Regions from separate parts of the Gossypium arboreum genome. Here region 1 is linked to region 2. The links are chromatin contacts, called in public Hi-C maps. All regions are on one chromosome and are shown on one strand. The core of a region is the stretch at or near the end of the contact, and the rest is flanking DNA. Distances in the headings are between cores, read along the strand shown. Region 1 has its middle 45 kb from the start of LOC128286014. Region 2 has its middle 130 kb from the start of LOC128286014.

Region 1 (5,454 bases), core at 1,715-4,214, 170 kb after region 2:
ATGTGTAGATCTCGTCTATGAATTGTTCAACATTTAATTTTGCTCTCGAACACGCTGCATGAACATGCGCACATGGATATCGAATATTCTGAAATATCCCGCAATCGCATCACTTGTTTCATAGATCAACTACATAAAACCTAGGTGGAAGACCCGAACGACGGCCGATGTACCCTTGAACTCAGAAAGTCTCCAAGTCGCGCGAATACAATTCTGCGTTCATTGTTTGTGCCCTTCGACTATTTACCGCCATGGCCTTTCGGACACCCTTAATGTACACGTGTTTGGCCTTGATCTACTTAGCTTGTCTCAAACCTAGCCTAGGTATCAATGTGGCCAACCTATAAAATGTTGCTAAAAAAAAGCAGAAATCGACAGATGACGTGTGTGCCTCAATACAGAGTTGACCACCTCTACCAGGTTGGTCGTCATTTTCCTATACCGAAACCCCTCACCGTAACTTTGAGTCAATTGCCCGTTCTTCATACTACCTAACCATGTCCGGAGATTTGTTGGTAAAGATGACATCTGAGATTCAAGCCTCGCAAACCTCTGCCTGAATCTTCGCGGTTCTAACTCATCACCTGCATATTTAATTTGAAATCAGTATTTTAAAAACTTATAGGCTGAAAAAATTTGAAAAGTAATTTTGGAAATAAATACAAACAAAAATTTTTTACCCATGTTTACGAATTCTTTTTTCCAATCTTTATTCTTATAATCTCTGTGGAAGCTTGATGCAATGTGCCGGATGCAATAAACAAACCTTCACGGAACCTCCAATCGCCTTATCGCAGCAAGTAATCTTTTCGATTTATCTGATACAAGGCAAATGTTGTCTTTTCTAACAACATGCCTCCGTAGATTTCTAAGGAAAAATTCCCAAGACTCGAAGCACTCACGCTCCATGATGGCGAAAGCGATCGGAAGTAAATTTTGATTGCCATCTTGTGTAACAACAATCAAGAGTATTTGCGTGTATTTTCCATACAACCATGTCCCGTCCACCTGCACCATTGACTTGCAGTGAGGGAAAGCCCTAACATACGGCTTGAACGTCCAAAACAATCGGTGAAAAAATTGTTTCCCCGATTGTATCTCCCTGTCTGACCTTTATACGGTTTGCAAATTAGTCACTGTCCCAAGCACATACTCTTGCATCCCGACTATCCACCCTTAAAGCTCATTGCATGACGAATCACAGTTACCATACAACTCTCGTATCGCCGTTTGCTTTGCCCACTATGTCTTTCTGTACGATACTTTATACTTGAATTGAGCTTGCATGTTTGCAATAAAAGCCGACACCTGAATGGTGGGAGACTCTTTCACTAAAGAGATTATGCAGTTTCATATAGTTGTTGTATCTAACTTTCTATGGTCTTGCGACATACGAGTAGACGTGCATGTGTGTGGACCTTCTAGTTTCTTTATCATCCACATCTGTGTTTGCTGCATTAACGCGGCTCAAACATGCCAGTTACAACCACTTGACGCTTTCCAACATTCTCCTACGTACAAAAACTACGTCGACTTCATTACTTTATAATCCACACCTAACTTCAAGCTAAGTTGTTTTATAGCATGTAAACAGTTTTGTTGGTTATCGAATTGTTGTCCTACAAACAACTCTTCATCGCCGAATTCAATATCAAGTAGGTGAGCCAGCACAATGTTTGTATATTCCGAGAACTCGCCTGCAAGAGCCGCATCAGGATCCACGTCAGTTATGAAGGACCCTGGATTATTTCTTATAACTATACCAGGGCCCGTGTTCACGGCCAAATAGAGGTTTACATTTTCACCCTCCATCAGCCTTTCTTTGTCTATGCTTCAAGGATGTCATCCAAATCGAGGTCACTAAAATCATCGTTGGAATCACAGTGGGACTGATCATCATTATCAGACTCTTCATCACCATATTCTATGGTGGCCAACACCTCTGAATGGATCTCTAGACGAGTACATGAGTTTGGGATGTTATACGAACATCCACCGGTGTTTGGATTTTCGGGAGTTGGCATTGACCGTCCAAAACCCGACTGATTTTCCTAGGAGACTTTAAGATCAAAATCAATTCCAGAGCACTAGCTTCTTGGAGTTACAACTTGAATAGGATTCGATTTAGCTATCTCCGCAAACAACTCAACAGGGTTGGGATTTTCTATCTCAGGGGGGCAATAAATTGCTATCATTGTCTCTAGATCATCATCATCTTTAAGCTCCATTTTGGAGAACTTGAGCGGATCAGTTGAAATCAGAAATTTGTAAAACAATCTCACATTTGCTTTCTACAATGGGTTGCTATCTTTGTACTAATTTTTCGTTTTAAATCTGCCAGCGAAATACGCTTGTTGAATCTCATTCCTATTTTTTTTCTACTTTGAAATACACGGCCTTCTTCAGTTGTATTTATCATTTCTCTATTGAAATGAACATAAACAAACAAAATTTTAGAACTTATCTTAAAATTTTTTTGCTTCATTCTAAATAAAGAAAAAAACTAATATTTTTAATCTTGATTTTCAATTAATAAAGCAAACAAAAAACTCAAATAAAAGATAAAATACCTATATATATTTGATAAATTTGGTGTCGACCATCTACTGGCCAGCACTAAAATTTTTGTTTTTAAATTCATTGGTGCCAGTCATCAGTGTCCCTAAGTAAAAAAAAAAATTGCCTTGGGACATGAAAAAAGTACCTGGTGCTGGCCAGTAGATGGCCAACACCAAAAAAATTATTTTTAAAAAATTTTAATTGGTGCCAGCCATCAGTTTCCAATTTTTTATTTTTTATTTTTATTTTTACATTGGGAGCCAAAATTGTACTTGGTGTCGGCCATTACATGGCCAACACCCAAAAAAAATTTTCTTTGTTTAAAAAATTTAATTGGTGTCACCCATCAGTGTTCAAAAAAAAAATATTGGGACACGGAAAAAGTACTTGGTGCCGGCCATTACATGGTTAACACCCAAATTTTCTTTTTTAAACTTAACTGGTGCCAGCCATCAGTGTACCAAAGTAAAAAAAAAATTACATTGGGACACGAAAAAAGTACCTGGTGCCAACCATTTACTTGTCAGCACCAATTTTTTTTTTTTTTTTACATCTCTGGTGCCAACAATTACATGGCCAGAACCAATATTTTTTTTTAAAATATTGGTATTTTTATATTCTAGTATGATACGATTTTAAAAAAATATCCTGGTGTCGACTATTAGGTTTCTAAACTAAAAAAAAATTAATTTTTTAAAGCCTGACACAATCATTAAGCAATCATGGGACCAAAATACTATGTAGTGCCGGTCATTGGGTTCCTAATACCCAAAAATATTGTTTATTTCAAATTATTTTAATAATTGTTTTTGAATCTAGGTCATTTTTATAAATATCAAAATTTTTTAAGTGAAATTAGTAAATTAGCCAAAAAATTTCAAAAATATTTTTTCACAAGTTTCAAAAACAGTAATAAACTAGCCCTCAAATCCAATGGGTTAGAGTTAGCAATACTTTTCGGATTAGTGTGGACGGTCACACTTAGCTTCTGTTATTTTATTTTAGTAACCTGTCAACGTTCAATCAATTCCTATGGTCCAGTATCACTATCGCTGCTACAGTCATGGATGTCAATCATTCATCTGATAATGAATGTTAAATAACGTCGGCAACTTCCATGGCTCATGAGTTTCCTTATTATCTCACATACTAACTTTTTTCCTACCTTCAGCTAAACCAAAGCCTAGAACTTTGGACTGAATCATGGCCAAATATGGTGGGCAACATTGATGGTTCTTACACACACTGAAAGAAGACATTAAAACATGAATATTCCTTTCACAACCAGCTGCTGCAAATGGCCAAGGAAGGGCGGATTTTTAGAGTTGAAACGGTGCATTCAAATGGATTATATTTAAAGATTATAAACTCGGAAGAATTTAGGTGATGAAGATCAGACCATGTTTTTAGAATGTTTGGAGCACCAGTTTAAGCTGCAACTTGTTTTCTTCTAAAACATCAATGGTTAAACCAGATATGGTCACCTGTTAGTGTTCTTCGCCACCCAGACTGAGATGGTTACCTATAATGGGCTTTCGATTTTCAACTTTCAAGAGATCATTGTCGACTTTCAGTAGCAATTTTGGCTGCCAATGGTCATTAATTGCTTGCTTTTCCTGGGTTGAAATTTAAATTATTTATTTTTATGATTAATAATTAATATTTTATAATTTTTTAAAGATTAAATATAATTTTATTATTTTTTAAAAATTAAAATATAGTTTTACTATTATTAATTTAAAATTTTATAAATTATGCCTAGCCCCACTTCGTTTGTCACTTGCTTTGCCTATTTTCTTCTTTTTTTTCTGGAAACTCCATATATTATGTTGTCTTTAGCGTTTTTCACATTAGCAATTGTAGTGCTAAGATGAGATTTTAGACCAGAGAGAAGGTGTGTCTAATTTCTCTTTTCTGGTTGTTTATTTTCCTTATCAGGATCATCTTAGAAACCCGTTGATTACGGTGCATTAGATAGATGGCAACGTGGCATAGGCCAATTATTTCAATGGACGAAGAAGAGTTCTGGAGATGAGCCAGGTGCATCTGGGAGTAGAATTATGAGAACTTTGGTCCCCTACTGGGACCGTACCTCACATTTGACAGATAAAAAGAAGAAAGTGTTTTTAAGGACCGACCATTTTCTTGGTAGAACCCAAGCTGTCTGGTACTTGAAAGGATGGCTTGCCCTCTCCTCGTATACAAGCTAAACCCAAATGTTGTATGCTTTTGTTCAATTAAATCGACTCGGTTGCATATGAAAGTTATAGACATATGAGGAGTGAGAGTTCTAGGTTTTCCTCATCTTTGCATCTATTCATCTTATTTCCTTTTACAGCCTTCTTTCCGATGCACCCTTTGAAAGTTGCAAACTCAGTACAAGTATTCCCCTCTTTAAGAACAATCAGAATCCCAGAGGTTCTAGATTGGTAGGACTCTGAGCTAGGATTAGCTTTTGAAATTGAAACTTCATTTGCATCCCAGAATGATGGCAGTAATTAAACAACCCAATCTGTCAATTGATGGCTCCTTGAATTCATTGGACGACCCTATCTCTACGTGAACCATAAATTTTGGACATCATGTTGAACATATAACATAGTTAAGAAAATGGTAACGTCAGACACCATTCAGATACGATATGTTGAGGCCAATCAGAGTTAGACACCACTCACATTCACTTGGTTCGATATTACGTTCCATCAGGTACAGGCCATCATTCCCTAACGAATGGCTAAACTCTGTCATCATCTGTAAACTAGCTTTAGCCATAGGTGTAGCATTTTATCGCTTCATAGATTACCCTTCAATCACTGTTATTTTTTGTAGAACAACATCCAGTCAAAAACCCCAGAGTTGAATCAAGTGTAAGCGATCCATCCATCAGAGAAAAAT
Region 2 (5,777 bases), core at 1,923-4,422:
AAAATCAATTAAACCCCTCCACACAAAAAAAAAAAGTTCAATTAAGCCTTCGAACTCTCAAATCGCATCAATAAAGCACTTTGACTAATGTTTCAATCTTTGACTGTTACATCATGATGTGGTGCTCCAGGTCAACAACAATTGCTGATGTGGCAATGCTAGGTCAGGTGACACGTCAGCAAAAAAATATAAAAAACAATTTAAAAAATAAAAAATAAAAGAAATATGTTATATGTTTTATTGTAATGAATCTAGACAAATGGTTGTTCAGGTTCATCAATTTCAAAACTTAAATTTTTTAAAGTTAAAAATATTTTAAAAATTATAAATTTTAAATAAATTATTAAAATTTATAAAATATTAAATAAAATTTAAAAAGTTCAAATAAAATTAAAAATTAATAAAAACCATTGAAAAGTTAAGTTCAGAATAGATCAAGACATATAATTAGTCAAATTCGCAATGAATTTGAACAATCATATGTCAAAACTCATTAAAATGATTTTTCTATATTATATAAAGTTTAAAAATATTAAAAATATTTTTATTTAAAAATATGATTTTGTGTATAAATTTTGAATTCTATTGTTACCCTTTTGGATATATAAAAATAAAAATATATATTTTGGAAAATGAATAAATATAAATAAATTAATTTTTCAATGAGAAAAGAAGGGAAATTTAACCCCTGCCAAGAATTTTCGTTATTGGAAATAAATTCATCAATTAAATAAAGAAAAAATTAAGTCAATTTTACATGTCATTTGTCATGAAGCTGACAATCCATATATTGATATGAGATGGATCAAAACACATGATCAAGATCAATATAAACATGAGATGGATTTGTCATGAGCATATGCCCCCATATAAAGTTTGAAAAAATATTTATTTATTTTTATATTTTCTAAAAAGTACCAATACAATTTTAAAATTGATAGGTATCATATTTTAAAGGAAAATAATTTTAATATTTTTTAACTTTATATAATTTAAAAAATCATTTTTAATAAAATTGGACATATTATTGTCAAAATTCATAGTGAATCTGGACAATCATATGTCCTGATTCATTTTAAATTTAACTTTTAAATGGTTTTATTAATTTTTATTTTTAAACATTTTAAATTCTACTTAATACATTTATAAATTTTAATAATGTTTTAAAAATTTATAAAAAATTTAAAATATTAAATATTCTAGTAAAACATAAAAATATTTCTTTGAATTTCTTTTATTATTCTTTTTAAAATTTTTTTTTTAGTTTTGCTGATGTGGTGGTGACTTGGTACTGCAACTCCAACAACTATTGATGACATGAAGCGCCACATCAGCACGTCAGCACTGTAATGGTCATAAGCAGAAAATGTTTGTCACAGGACTTAATTGGTGTAATTTGTGAGTTTGAGGGCTTGATTGAGTGTGTTTTTCACGAAGGGCTTAATTAATCTTTTCGCTAAATTATGAGGCTTATATATCCCTTTAGCCTAAAATGAAAATTTATATTTCTATTATCATTTATTTATATTTATAAATTTTCTCATTATTTTAATGATTTCTCGAATTATTATTGATATTTATGATTTTTTAGAATTTTTAATTTTAAATTGTTTGAATTAAGAACGATGGTCTAGTCCATTCAACCATCACCTTATTCTTAAAACATCGAAAAAGTGGTAATGAGTTACAAATTCTCAAATTCAAATTCAAATTCAAATCCTAACTTAAAAATAATTATATTGAATATATTAATTAAGGGATCAATAATAAAAATATTTAGATTGCAAGGATAAACTATGATTACGGGTAAAATGATAATAAAATTGAAAGGTAAAATTGATAAAAAAAAATAGCGTTATGTAAGAATATTATTATTTTTTAACAATTTTATTATACGTTCTGATTATATCTGCACTTTTTGGCACTATACCTAGAATTACTCATAGTCACTCCTTAACTTATAAATAGGAAGATAATGCTTTTCAGCGCACTTTAACCCACGTTCTCTTGCATTGACAATAATACCTGTGTCAATCGATCTAAGACTCAATCGACTACAATAATATTATCTTACATAAAGAAGAGGTGGTAATAAAATTACACCTATATTTCATAATTTTAGTACTATTGAAAATATAATATTATTGATTCAAAATAATCTTTTAAGATTTAAAAGGTAAATGTCATTCTAAAAATGTCATTCTAGAATCTTACATTACTTTGAAAATATGAAATTTCTTAAACCAAACACCTTAAAATAAAATAAAAAAACTACAAAAAGAAACTTAACAACTTTTTTATTTGAAATTAGTTAATTATTTGAATCAGATTCAATAATAGTTTAGGTTGCTTAACCAATAGTGTTTGGATCATACCTAGCAAAATAGGATAAGTTCCAGTTCTATCAGTTTATACAAATGAAATAATATAATTGTTTCAGATATCCGGCCAAAACCAAATTGATCTTTCCATTTCAGTATACCAATAAAATGATATAAGAAGAAATGCTGGCATTGTAATCTTTGAAATGTTACAATCTTTTATACAATCATTGGCTAATCTGCAGAAAAGAAAAGGTCAAAAGCAGCTGGCTTTAAATTCCCCTTGATTTGGACTGATACCCAAGGAAATGGAAGGATCAGCGCTTATCTCTTTGGAATTTGCAAACAAAATTCGGCTTGGATTGCCTTCATTGAAAGAGAAATGTTCACATTACAAAGAAAATCACAACATATTCAATAAACAAACATTAAATCTGATTAATAATTTATTATTACTTAAAAAGTTATTTAAGAGTGACGTTATTTATTTTATCTAAATTAAGTTTGAGTCAAAAAATCTGACGGTCAAACTTCAATCTAATTAAAATTTAAATCAATTTTATTTAAACCTAATGAATGAATCAGTTAATTGAACTGAGAATCAGTTAAAATATTAATCCGAAAAATAACAAAAGATCGATCTTAACATCATCCAACAATTTTAAGATGAAAGTGGCATGAAAAAATAGTGGCATGAAAAAATAGTAGCAGTAGAAGAAGTAGATGGAGGGAGACTTGGTGGGTCCATCCGCCAAATAAAGCAGAAGAAAGCGACCCTTTTCCCGACCTTAAGAAGCAGCAAGTCACCCATGGGAAGAATGCAGGCAATATCTCAAAGATTCGGATTTGTGGGGCCATTTAAGAAGGCGACTTGGATTACCTGTGTTTCTATCCGAAAGGAAAATGGTGGACAGCTGTTGGGGTATTTCTAAGCAAAAATGGTGATCATCATCAGCCACTGCCTGCTGTCAACTAACTGTATCGCCATCGTTTTTCTACAAAATTCAATATGTATTTCGGCTAATGGATGGTTACGTCAATTGTACGATGTGAATCAACTCAAGCCCCCACTTTATATTTGGATGATAAATATAAAAGCTCCACCTTCTCCACATTTATCTACCATTCCTTAATGAACGGTTCATTTTTGTTCACGCCATTATATTACCGAATTTTCTTTTTCTCGTCTGGATAAATATTTAAACTTGAATATCGGCATGATTGGGTCACCGTTGAATTGGTATAAAAATAATCCTTTTCACTAAAAAATTTAGGTCTTGTTTATTATTCTTATGGATGTGAAAAAGAAAAATAGTTTCTCATCCTAATGCTGAACAGTCAAATTTTATTTTGTCCAAAGAAAAAAAAAACACCAACCCAATCCAGCTTTTGGCTTTTATAAATATTCATTTGAGTTTAAAATTATAAGTTTGTACTCTCATAATTTAAGATATTAATTACGTAAAAATATATAAAATTTATATTAATTACTTAAAATATTTAAAATTTATTTCATATATAATGATAAAATTAACTATCATTTTTAGTTATTTTTACTATAATTTAAATTAAATATTTGTGAATACCAAAACAATCAACCTTTCAGAGAGGAGCATTCTTTAAGAAAAAGAGGTAAAAGTACTATGATGCCATTAAATCAAAAGTCGGATTGTATTTTGTTATTTCTACTAACAAATAAACAATTTAACCCCATTGTACGCTAGAAAAATTGCAATTTCCATCTATGTTTTAAAAAATTGGGCTTCTGTCAAAATTATCATTCATTTCTACTTTTAAGTGAAAACAAAATCGATGGAGTAACTAAGCAATGATATGTGGTGTACCGCATGTACCTTATGTTGACGTGACAAATGCTAAGATAGCAAATACTTAAAAATATTTAAAATCTTAAAAATAAATAAAAGTTTATAATAATTATTTAAAAATCATATAGAGGATGAATTAGGACAAAGAATCATCTTGAATGTGACTTTTGAAATAATTTAAAATTGTAGAAAATTATTTAGAAAATATAAAAATATTGTAAAATAATTAAAAGTGATTAAAACAACATCCAAAATAAATGATTGTCCGATTCAAATAAATTTGGACAATTATTTATCCAAGTTCATTTTAGAGTGATTTCTTAAATAAATATTAAATGATTACAAAAATCGGATAAAACTATAAAAATTACTTAGAGATGATTAAGAGTTATAAGAAATTACAAATAATTATTAAAATTTAAAAATTAAATAAAAAATTATTATGTAAGGTCACTATTGTACGTGTAATATAAGTGTAACACTCGATTTTGGGCCTAGTCGAAATAGTGATTTCGAGACCACAAATCCGATGTAAGAAAATTTATTTTTATTATATTTTTATGGTCTAAGATTTCACGAAATGATTTTCTGAAATTTTCGTTTCAAAATTTTGACGTTTGGGCGCTCAATTTAGTCAAAAGGACTAAATCGTAAAAAGTGTAAAAGTTGATTTCTACATGCTAGAGGTGTCCAATTGTTATGAAATTTTAAATTGAAGGTCCTTATATGGTAATTATATCATTTATTTCTTTTGGACAAAAATGGACATGAAATAGGTGAAATAGAATATTTTTAAGTTAGGGGCATTTTGGTCATTTTGTAACAGCTCAATTTTGGGCCTAGTCAGAATAGTGGTTTCGAGACCACAAATCTGAAGTCAGAGAAATTATTTTGGAATTATTTTATGTGTTATGGCATTATTATACGAGTGCATAAAAATTTTGGTGGATTAATTTTAGCGATTGCATGCTTAATTGTGAAAAAGGACTAAATAGCATAAAGTGCAAAAGTCCTATTTTGATAGCTAAGGGTGTAAAATAGCTAGAGAACCAAAATTGGGGGTCTTTAAAGGGCAAATAGACCCTTAAAATAGTGGTGGCCGGCCATAAGGATAAAAGGGATGAGAAAGTCAAAGTTAGGTGGCCTAAATTGATTAAAATAAAACCTAAGAAAAAGACTATCATCTTTTTGTTTTGCTCCTTCTTCTCCACTGATTTTCATCCAAGAAAATGGCCATGGAAGCTTGAAAAATTTCAGCAACTTAAAGCCTTTGCAAGTAAGTGACTTTGAGGGCTTTTCTTGAATATTTTTGTACTTTTGAGATCCTTGTAGCATGAGCTTTCTAACAAGGGGGCCATTTTGCAAAATGATTGAAAGTATACGGTTTTACCATGAGAGTGTTCATGTTGTTTTCTAAAATTTTATGGAAGAAAATGAATCATGGTTGTGAAATAAACAACTTTTGTGAAGGAACTTCTCATGAAAAATCCTAATAGGACTATTTTCTAAAGTTTACAAAAATAGATAGTAATGTTGTGAATTATTGGGAATTTGGGGTTGCCATAAGAGAGATAAATGGTCGGTTAGGCTTTGCTAATAAGGAAATTCGATAAAAATTGATTTTTGAACC

Evidence for each region. Hi-C and Micro-C count contacts between places; a contact is called where the count stands out from the background.
Region 1: a Hi-C map of leaf shows a contact between it and region 2, with 3 times the contacts expected there. The contact joins two enhancer-like sites. A contact is called at or near these places in 2 of 5 Hi-C or Micro-C datasets (both in leaf).

The regions. Positions count from the first base shown.
Region 1 is chr12:35,177,062-35,182,515 of ASM2569848v2, forward strand. No RefSeq gene overlaps it. Among protein-coding and RNA genes, the nearest start is that of LOC128286014, 45 kb to the left of the region's middle. Within about 2 kb of position 2,965, at least 2 of the 2 cell types and tissues checked have an H3K27ac peak or open chromatin away from gene starts, as enhancers often do. A contact at or near this core is called in leaf, where this site is marked.
Region 2 is chr12:35,004,474-35,010,250 of ASM2569848v2, forward strand. No RefSeq gene overlaps it. Among protein-coding and RNA genes, the nearest start is that of LOC128286014, 130 kb to the right of the region's middle. Within about 2 kb of position 3,173, at least 2 of the 2 cell types and tissues checked have an H3K27ac peak or open chromatin away from gene starts, as enhancers often do. A contact at or near this core is called in leaf, where this site is marked.